2 separate regions of the Sus scrofa genome follow, and region 1 is linked to region 2. The links are chromatin contacts, called in public promoter capture Hi-C maps. All regions are on one chromosome and are shown on one strand. Each heading gives the region's core, a stretch centred on a gene start, on an enhancer-like site or on the middle of the called end of the contact. The rest is flanking DNA. Distances are from core to core; before and after follow the strand shown.

What was found. Promoter capture Hi-C pulls out the DNA fragments that hold promoters and counts their contacts.
Region 1: a promoter capture Hi-C map of fetal liver shows a contact between it and region 2, with 3 times the contacts expected there. The contact joins the enhancer-like site here to the promoter of DNM3 in region 2. A contact is called at or near these places in 3 of 5 promoter capture datasets (fetal liver, liver and skeletal muscle), 10 of 47 Hi-C or Micro-C datasets (alveolar macrophages, brain, embryonic fibroblasts and 5 more) and 1 of 2 datasets of contacts at active chromatin or transcription factors (skeletal muscle).

What each region holds. Positions count from the first base shown.
Region 1 is chr9:114,385,024-114,390,095 of Sscrofa11.1, forward strand. The region is part of intron 2 of DNM3 (dynamin-3); the gene reads left to right. Among named protein-coding and RNA genes, the nearest start is that of DNM3, 120 kb to the left of the region's middle. Within about 2 kb of position 2,403, at least 4 of the 83 cell types and tissues checked have an H3K27ac peak or open chromatin away from gene starts, as enhancers often do. A contact at or near this core is called in fetal liver, where this site is marked.
Region 2 is chr9:114,260,904-114,265,858 of Sscrofa11.1, forward strand. DNM3 (dynamin-3) reads left to right here and starts at 1,881. Exons shown (of 20, transcript XM_021063646.1): 1 at 1,881-2,229. The coding sequence starts at 2,069.

The DNA.
Region 1 (5,072 bases), core at 1,153-3,652, 120 kb after region 2:
CTGTCCCATAGAGTTGGTTTGGGTGTTAGAATTTCCTTCATCCCCCAAATCCTGTGAACATTCTTCTTCAGAGGTGAGTATAGTAAGTAATTAATTGCTTTTGTGATAATCCTTTCCAAGACTTTCATTGATAATTTTGTCTTTGGATAGCAGGCGGTAAAGCTGTGACCTTTAAATTCTGCTTACTATGTTGCTAGTAGCACTCACCTTATTGACGGTGTAATCCTGTAGCGTGAATTGTGAAGTATGGTTATGGTTGCCATGCTTTTCTAATTGGAATGCAGTCTATGTGGTCTGACAATTATCCCTGTACTGTTAGTGACAAGAGGACATAGACCTTTGAGTCCCTGGATTTGGGAGGAGGACATATTAGAGGAAGCTCCTTTCTGTTAACTAAGATTAGATTATCCCTGAATTTTTCTGTCCTATAGAATGTATTATTTCCCAGGAAGCCCTTTGAGATCCATAGCGAAAGGGATTTTGTGGATCTTGCCCCATTAGTCCTTCTGATATGCTGGGCAGGTGTGAAGGTTTGACTCCCAGTAATGGACATAGTTTAGACCCAAGTTGACATTCCTACTATGGTTATGCTTTGGTCATTGATTTAAGATCACTCTATGGGTATATGTGTATGTGTGTGATGTATTTTGTGGTATAAACAATACTATTTGTAGGGCTTAACCAGTGAGAATACATGCAGAAATATATTTAAAAACGTTTTATTACAGTTGAAGTACAGTGTTGTGCCAATTTCTGCTGTACATCAAAGTGACCCAGTCCCTCTCTGTCACACACACACACACACACACACACACACACACTCCCTTTCTTATATTATCTTCCATCATGGTCTGTCTCAAGAAGAAATATTTTTTAAAGATTTAAAATGACTAGAAAATAGGATCAATCCCCATTTTCACCTGATGAATTTCATATGCTTCCCCCACCATCAGTTCTACCTGTTTGTCTCATCCATCAATATTCATTATTGTGTTTCCTTCCTGTTTCCATTGATGAACTGGAATGTTCCTTTCCAGTGCTTCCCATCTCCTTTTCCTGAAGACATCATTTCAGCATGTGTCCCTTCTTACTTGTGCATCATCAGCTCTCCCTCAGGACTGGATGAATACCATCAGCCTGTGAACATGCTATTAGTTTGCTCATCTTTATAAAACCCTCTCTTGACTTCATATCCCTCTCCTGATGCCCTCTCACTTCTTTCCTCTCCTTTACAATGCAACTTCTTAAAGGAATTGTCTACAACCAGTCTCCTTTTCCTTTCCTCCCATTCTCTCTGATATCTATTCCACCCCACTCCACTGTAACAGTGCTTTTTCAGCATCCTGAAAGTCCCTCAGGTTGCCCAATTTTATGATCCATGCTTTGTTCTCATTCTTACCTGACATGTTGGAGTAGAAAGTCTCCTTTCATGAAACATCCTCTTTCCATGACTTTGAGTCGCCTCTCTCTGGGTTTTTCTCCTATCTTGTCGACCACTCCAGCTTACTTTCCATTTCCTGACTGCTAAACGTTGGAAAACCAAGGGGCCAGTGCTCTGACCTCTTCCTTATCTAAGATTCTCACATAGTGATCTCATTCCCTTGCCTAACTGTAATGAATTCCAAATATATATCTCTAGCTTAGACTTCTCTCTAGATGAGTCGCTCACATTTTCAGCCCCAAAGGCATTTTTGTGCTAATTAGAAAAAGCTACCTTTTCCTCAAGCCCTTGACTGCCATCTTCTGGAAAAATTTCAGAGTAGAAATTTATTACTTATCTTATGATACCAATGTGAATTATGCCTCTTTCAGCTGCTTGATCCTCAGCCGTTAGCAGCGGTTCCGTTTCTCCATGTGGGTGGCATGTAGTAGGTATCACAAGCTCAGTGGTTCCCAAACTGAACTCTTAATCCCCAGTCCCATCTTCCTGACACCTTTCTTTTCTTTTCTTGAATAGAAGTAGTCTTTCCTATTAAAAATTCTTCCCGTTGCTGAGGTCAAACTCCTTGAAGTTAGCCTCAACTCCTCTTTCTCCCATACCCCTCCTTTAATCCTTCAGCAAATCCTGATGGTTTTTCCTTCAGATACCTCAGAATGTAACCACTTCTCACTACTCCCACTGCTCCCACCCAGGTCCAAGTTCTATCATCTCACCATTATTATTCGGATAGCCAGCTTCTTCTCTTATGCCTCATTGTCTTTTCTCAACACAGCAGTTCAATTATTTATTTAAAACCTAGTTCACGTCATGTTTCCCCTTCTCCCTAAATCCTCAAAGGGCTCTACCATTCATTTAGAGTAAAAACCAAAGTCTTTAAAGTGGCCCACAGGCCCTACACCATCCAGGTCTGTACCACAGCTCTGACCTCATCTCCCACCCCTCTCCCCATGCTCTGTGCTCAGGCATGTTGCCCTCCTTCCTCTTCCTCTAATATATGCCAAGAGTGCCTCAGGCACCATGCCAGGATCTTCTTATGTAAAGCATGGCTTCTTAAGTCTTTGCTCAGATGTCAATTTATCGTATTGGAGAAGCCTTCCTCGACCAACACATTTAACGAAGCGACTCCCCTTCCGCAGTATTTAGTATCTCCCTTCTCAGTTTTCTCCATAGCATTTATCGTCTGGCACATACATTATTTACTGTTTCATCTCGCTAAAATCTATGCTTCATGAGGCTAAAGACTAATTTTTACCCCTCTACTATATCCCAAGTTTCTAAAACAATTCCTGACAAGGAACTCAATAAATAATAAAAGAATGAACACCAACATCCCTAAATCTCTCTGTGGAACCCTATCCTTAAAAAGACACGAAGGTTTGGAATGGTCCTTCACAATTCCAGTTTCTCAATTCCAAGATAAAAGCATTTTCAGAAGTCCCAGAATGAATTTAAAATCTAATTTGAAAACTGCATTGACTTTAAAGCTTTCTGGAAGGGACTTAGTTTACCATAGAGAAAGCAAGTCGGCGCCATCTAGTGGCAACAAGAGAAGTATACATTTGTGTTACTTGAATTAGTGATTAGAAACATAATTGAAAAAGTAGTCTTTGATCCTTATTAATCTATGAAGATAATTACAGTGCTCTCAGGTTTACATTCTCAAAAGTTTGCATTTTCCACAGAATATGTTGAATTTTGAAAAAGTACTGTTTTGTTTCTTCTAAATTATTTATTACTTATTTTTACTTCCAAATTTTTGTTTTTTAGGATCTGACATTCATTGTTCCTCTTTATTTTTCTAAATGTTTTATCCTCTACTTCTCTTTAAACTCTTACATGTTACTGTCCTAGCTACAGAGTGGGTAAATAAAGGCTCTATCTTTTAAAGGTTGATATTCTAATAGAAACAGCACCTCTGAGAGTAAACATCTGAAAGAACATGCCATATGATGCAGTCATCTCTTCAGGCCAGGCTTCTGAAGGCTACTGAAGCTTAATTATTGTGTATGCTTCCACCGTTGAGGCATGAGCTTTTGGGAGTCCTAGCTTGCTGTCGTTCAGGAAGTGGAACTTATTACTGTATGGAGAAACGAAGACAGAAAAATATTCACGTCCACCCACATTGACAGGAAAGACAGAAATTAAGTAAAGTCTCTGACCGTCATGCTCACATTCAAAACGTTAGGTCATTACAGTTCTTTGGAAAATTAAAGCAGAAATTCATTAGTTCTACCTCAGGAGCCTGTGACCTTTCTAGTCCTGAGTTAGCTGGAGGGGGCCTGGGAAATTTGTGTCTGCCACCAAGAGGCCTGAGCAATGATCAGACAAACTAAGAAAGGATATCGGATAAGCAGAGGGTGTTGGGGGGGGCGGGTAGGTGTGGAGAGGAACTCTGTATGCCAAAGCTCAGATTAGTCCCAGACTTTTCAAATGGAAGAGGACTTTTTGTCTGAGAAGCTCCAGGGGGTAAAGGTTGGACCAAGGAAATGTGATAAGAAAACAAATCTCATACCAACATTAAGAAACATTTTCCAATAAGGTTTTTTTTTTTTCCCCAAAGAGATCAAATCCTCGGTTCCCCATCGGTGGGAAGGTCCAAGCAGAGGCTAGATGAAAACCTGCCAGGGTTTTTTTTTTGACGCTATTAAGAGTCTCTGATTCTCTGAATGACCTTGCTTTCTCTGTATACACCAAAACCCTCTTCACTCTTCAGTACTCACTTCATACCCCATTTGTTTTTTTGGACACTGCTTTTTGAAGCCATCTTTCCTATCTTTGTGTTTCCTTTCACTTTAGATCTAGATCAGCACTTACTTCATGCTACCTGTGTTCACTGATGCTAGGCTATTTGAAGACAGGGGACCACATCTTGTAGTTGTCTCCCTATTGGGCTTGCCATGTAGTAGGTGAAGGTTAAATATTTATGGTAGAGAATGGTAGAAAGACTACCAAAAATTGTTTCAGCTGATATCTGGGCCCAAGATACTTAGCCTTAGTCTAACTCTTCAGCCCAAGATACTTAGCCTTAGTCTAATTTTTCAGCTAGTTGTTAGGGAAATTAAAATATTTGTTAAGTCTGTTCCCTTGTTAAAATTATAAAATTTTATAATTTTATAGTTCTTGTAGTATCAGTTCTCTTTTTTTTGAGATGTGTTATTTATCATACACTTGACACCACTGGAAGCTGATACAGAAGTTGATAGTACAACAGTTTTAAGATGTTTCCGAATTTAAAAAAAACCTAATTTTATATTATGTAGTTATTTTAGAATTTTTCCTTCTGCCTATAGATACTGACTTTTTAAAAAAAAAAAGATTGCAGGTAAATAGTTTTTTTGATATAATATTTTTTTTGAGAAAATATCTTTTTAATTACAGAATTTTGTATTGTATTTTGAATAGTATATTTTAAAGCTAAAATGTTCCACATTTTTAAGAAGAATTAAGCGAACTTTGTTTCTAAATCGTCTTTCCTTCTGAAGCTATATTTATATAATTTAGCATTCCATCATAATAAAGTGGTGATATTGAAAAAGGACATGCTAATAGGATTAGTAAGTAGGCTTTTTGTGTATCCTGCATCTAATTTCTTTGACAATTGGTTGCTGTTATTTTATCAGAGGCCCCAAAT
Region 2 (4,955 bases), core at 631-3,130:
AGCCTCAGAGATGAAGTAGAATGAGGACACAAGTATATTAGGACTTCTCTTTGTTCCTCTCTCTTATTTTTCTCTTTCTCTAAAGACCAGGATCTTTGCGTCTCCCTTCTGTCGATGAAAACATTACTAACCATAGTTTCAGATTTTACACTTTATCTGTAGTTCTGTCCTTCAAAGACTGGTTGCCCCCCAACCCCATGAATTCCATAGTCCTTGGAAATAGGGCTCTGACTGATACAGCTTGGCTCAGTGCTCCCTTGGTGCATCAGGTTGTGGCCATAGCACAGTTGCCCTAGTGCGTTTTATTGTCATGACAGCTCTGGCTTCAACCAAATGGTAGCTGGAGGAGTGATTCTTGGAAAAAGCATGCAGGGAGATATTCCAATAGGTGTCCACTTACCTTGGAGAAGATTATGTGTTCTGTTTTGTCTTTCTCTTCTAGTACTTTTTTTTAAAGTTGAGGTATAATTTACAGTGAAATGTACAGATCTTATATGTTTAGTTTGCTGTGTTTTGGTAAATCTATACTAACACCCCAATCAAGATAGAGAACATTTCCATCACCTCTGAAAAGGTCTCTCATGCCTCTTGCAGTTGATCCCTATCCCTCAAGGGCAACCACTGCCCTGACTTCTATCACCATAGAATAGTTTTGCCTGTTTGAGAACTTCATATAAATGGAATCATATAATATGTACTTTTCTGGCTTCTTTCATTCAACGTAATGCATCTGAGATTCAGCTGAGTTGTTGCTGTATTGAAGTCTGATCCCCTTTGTATGCACATATCATACTTGTTGGTTCATTCACCTTTTGATGGACATTTGGGTTCTTAGTTTTCTGGTTATTATGGACATTTTTATAAGTCTTTTTGTGGTCAGAGGGAAATTTATAGTATTAAATGCTTAGGCTAAAAATGATGAGTTCAGCTTTGCATAAATTAAGTCAGAAGTACTTGTGGGACATTCAGGCAGTGAGGTCTAGCACAAACTGGATTTCAGTCCAGGCCCAGAAGAGAGGTGGGCAAGGAATTTAGATTCTGTAGTCTCTAGCCATATGTATAGTTAAAGTAACCGGGAAGCCCTCATGTAGGTAGAAAGGCCCGTGAATTACATACTAAGGAGTATTGAAGAGGATCCCTCTAAGGAGGCCCGTAGAAGCATGACTTAGTCTTTGTCTCTCCGTCACCAGTCACAGGACCAGATATACAGTCATTTCTTGGTTTGCTAAATCTAAGAGAATGAGTGCAGAGTACATGGTTATGGAGCCTGTAGAGGGAGATTCAGTAAGAGGAGAAATGGCACGAGAATTTTCAAAGAACAGAATGAGTTTGGTAGATTGAAGAGGAGGTGTGGTGCGGGGCAATAGGCGGGGCTAGGAGGACCAAGCTTGTAAAGTTAAATGATTAGGTAAGGTCAGACTGCGCAGGTCCTGAAATGTAAGAATTTAGACCCCATCCGGCCCGCAACCCCGAGCGTGGGCGTGAGAACAGGCGTGTTTCCTTTTGGGAGGTGCACTCCGGAGGCCGTGCACTGCTGGTGGCAGCTGAGGTGCTTTTACTGCCGCTGCCACTGCGACAGTGCTGAGTTGTTATTGGTGGCCGTGCTTTCCACTGGACTTTGGCTTCGTAGCTGTTGAAAGGGAACAGCGCCGCCGACTATTGCTGATTTCATGTTGTTTCCTGACTAAGTGTTGTTAACTCAGCCTATGAGTCTTGGTACAAAAGACAGAGGCGGTGGCATCTGGCCGCAGCTGGGAGGCAGTGCCTGCCCGCCGGGTTGGGACGTAGGGCTCGGAAGCTCAAGTCCGAGCAGCCGCCGAAGGCAGCGTGGCGGGGCGGTGGCGGAGCTGGAGCCAGGCCACGCCTCCACTCGCCCGCGCAGGCGCGTTTCGGGACCGTTGCTGTCAGGAGCGCACTAGAGGCCAGACCGCGGCGGGATCCGACGTCTGAGCTGGAACCGGCGGACTGAACGGAGCACGGCAGCTGCAGCTAGGGCGGTGCGGCCGGGGCTCCCCGCCAGGTCGCAGAGGCGAGCAGGGACTAGCGGGCAGCCGTCGGCGCAGGCACAATGGGGAACCGAGAGATGGAGGAGCTGATTCCTCTGGTGAACCGTCTGCAGGATGCCTTCTCAGCGCTGGGACAGAGCTGCCTGCTGGAGCTGCCGCAGATCGCTGTGGTGGGCGGCCAGAGCGCCGGCAAGAGCTCAGTGCTCGAGAACTTCGTGGGCAGGTGAGGGCGTGGGGGGTGGGGGCGACCCCGCTCCGGGCCGTTGGAGCGTGGACAGGCGGCGGGAGCTGGAGGTTAGACTGCGGGCTGCGGCGTAAAGGAGGGCTGAGCAGCGGTGTCCGTGAGGCGGGCGGGGTCGTCCCAGCTCCGGGCATCCTCCGTCCCTCCCCGCCTGGTGGCCCTCCTGTCTGCCTTTCATCCTGTGATACAAAGCCATTTCCTCCCGGTCCTCCGGTTGGAGAGTCGGGGGAGGGGGTCCGCCCTGAGATCGACTTCCCCCGCCCCGTGCGCGTTGCGCGCCAGCCTCGGGCGGTCGGGCAGCCCTGATGCAGAGCGCACCCGGGGCGCTTCCCAGTCCCCCTCTCCTGTTTTCCCGGCTCAGCATCATCCTCCTTTTCCTGTCAGCCTCCCCGACCCCCTTTCCTAGAGGCTGGGGGTTTATTCCCCCGCCTCCTCCCCCCCCCCTTGGAGATGCTTTCCTTCTCACCCTGCTTCTCGGCTCCTCTCAGCTGTCTACTGTTCGAGACAGTCGTCGCCTGCCTCTAGCAGGGGAGGCGGGGTGGGAGGAGAAAGGAACCGTTTGTTGTGGTGAAGCTTTAACGGGCCGACGCTTCCCCACCATTCTCCTCTTTGGGAGTGGGAGAATAAAAGGTTGTGTGTTTGCATGTGCACCTAGCCACAGCTCCAGGCATATGTCAGAGAAAGCGAGGCACAGACTCGGCGGGGGGTGGGGGGTGTAGACGTGGACATGTGTTGTCCAGGTGCCATGTCATTCCTGCATCATCTCGGAATGGACCAGCCAGCATCCTTCTCGCACTCTCTTCGCCCCCTCCCCCAGCATCATCTTCGGTTACCTAAGCTAGCTTTTATTTGTCCTGCGAGTCTTCAAGTTAACATGCTGTATCAAAATTACAGTTACGTGTTTTGAGTCACTCTTAATTCAGAAAAATCTAAATAATTAATTTTTTAAATTGGAAATCAGCGTTTTTTCCACTGAACAATTCATGAGGGATTTTTACCTTAATGGCCTTGCCTGAGGAGTGCACACGTTTGTTAAGAAAAGCCCATCGGAAAGAATTAAGAAAGCTGAAATCTGTTTCCTAGTAGTTAGCAGGTAGAAATGTACAGCAGCTGAGAGAGTGGGCTGGAGAGGGTACAATACAGAGATTGTACTTCACTCTTTTTACTTGGCTGGTTAGTGATTTAGGATTCAGAAGGTCGCTGGGTTTTTGTTGTTGTTGTTAAGGTTTGGTGATGTGTAAGATTTAGATAATTCATATCTTCTTTTGGAATGCTAGTATCCATAAAGTGTATATTCTTTTCTCTCAGATGATGCTCTCTCAGATGATACTCTTAGGGTTTTTTTTTTTTTTCTGTTTTAACTAGAAATCTAAGAAACCTAATTAAGAGTGAAATTGCTGACAGTTGGCTAATGTCTTTGACTAAGTCACAATCACTTTGCTTGGTTTTTATCATTAATTTGAATGATGAAAAAGGGATCATAAAGCATTTTGCCTTCGTCATCATAGACTTATGGTGAAGTGATAGAGGAATATGTGATTTCAAACATGTTCACACAGCAGTTACATACTCAAGGGTTTTACTTTTTTAATGTATTGCCAATGAAATTCATTAAATTTAAAGTGGTATCCATAGGGATAGTGAGGTTTGATGACATTGTATTTTTGGGTTTTTAAATTCCAGAGAATTTAACAGGGTGCTTTAATAGACATTTGAGTACTTTTGTCTTTTAAACTAATACTTAAAGATTAAAGTTGTAAGTAATTCAAATGCATTGGCCATATTTTATACATCTTTTGTTGGATGAGTCTGTATATTAAATGCATTGTGGCAAGAGCATTTGAACCTAATGTTAGTTTTATGCATGTATCTTAATTCTGTTTTCCAGATTTTCAAACCCTAACACATCCCTTAATGTGATAATAAAATTGTAAACATTTTTCTTCACTAGCTGTACTCCTCAAATGAGAATTTAAAAAAAAATCTGAAGGAGTAAAATATTTTAGCTTCAGCATATTTTTAGGATAGAATGAAAAATAGGAGCATCATAAATATATAAATCAGAGCATTTACCAGAATACATTAGTCATTTCTTATATTTTTTAAAGCTTTACCAATAATTACTGGTAGAATGTCAAATCAAAGAAAAGGATGGACATAAAGGGGAAAAAACTCATTTAAGAAATATAGCAAGGCTTTATTACCATAGAGATGACGCCTACCTAGCAGAGCTTGTATATTAGGAGAAAAATTTAATTAAAAAGGTCATTTGACTTTAATAAAGACTTCAATCATTGAATTATTGAGGAATCTAGTTTCTAATTATAAACCAACCTTAGGGAAAGAGGAATTCTCTACTTTGTTAGGAGATTCATTCTAGATGGAAAAAACTACTAGTATTATACTATAACCTTTTATCATTTCGTTAGCCAGAAATTTTTCGATTAAGATAAGATCCTTTAAGAATGAAACTTTCCTCTTTTACATATAGCTGTTTCATTTTAAGACTGACTTCTGTGCAGTTAGCGAATGCAGTTATAAAACAAGGGGTCATTACTCGTGTAAATTAATAATGTTTGCTAATCATTTAAGCTTGTTCTCTTCAACATAATGATACATTTTCTCAACATTTAACAATCCATGTTTAGTGGACTAATCATCTCTTCTCCTCTCTGTTTGCTTATATTGATTTTTTTGATACCACCGAA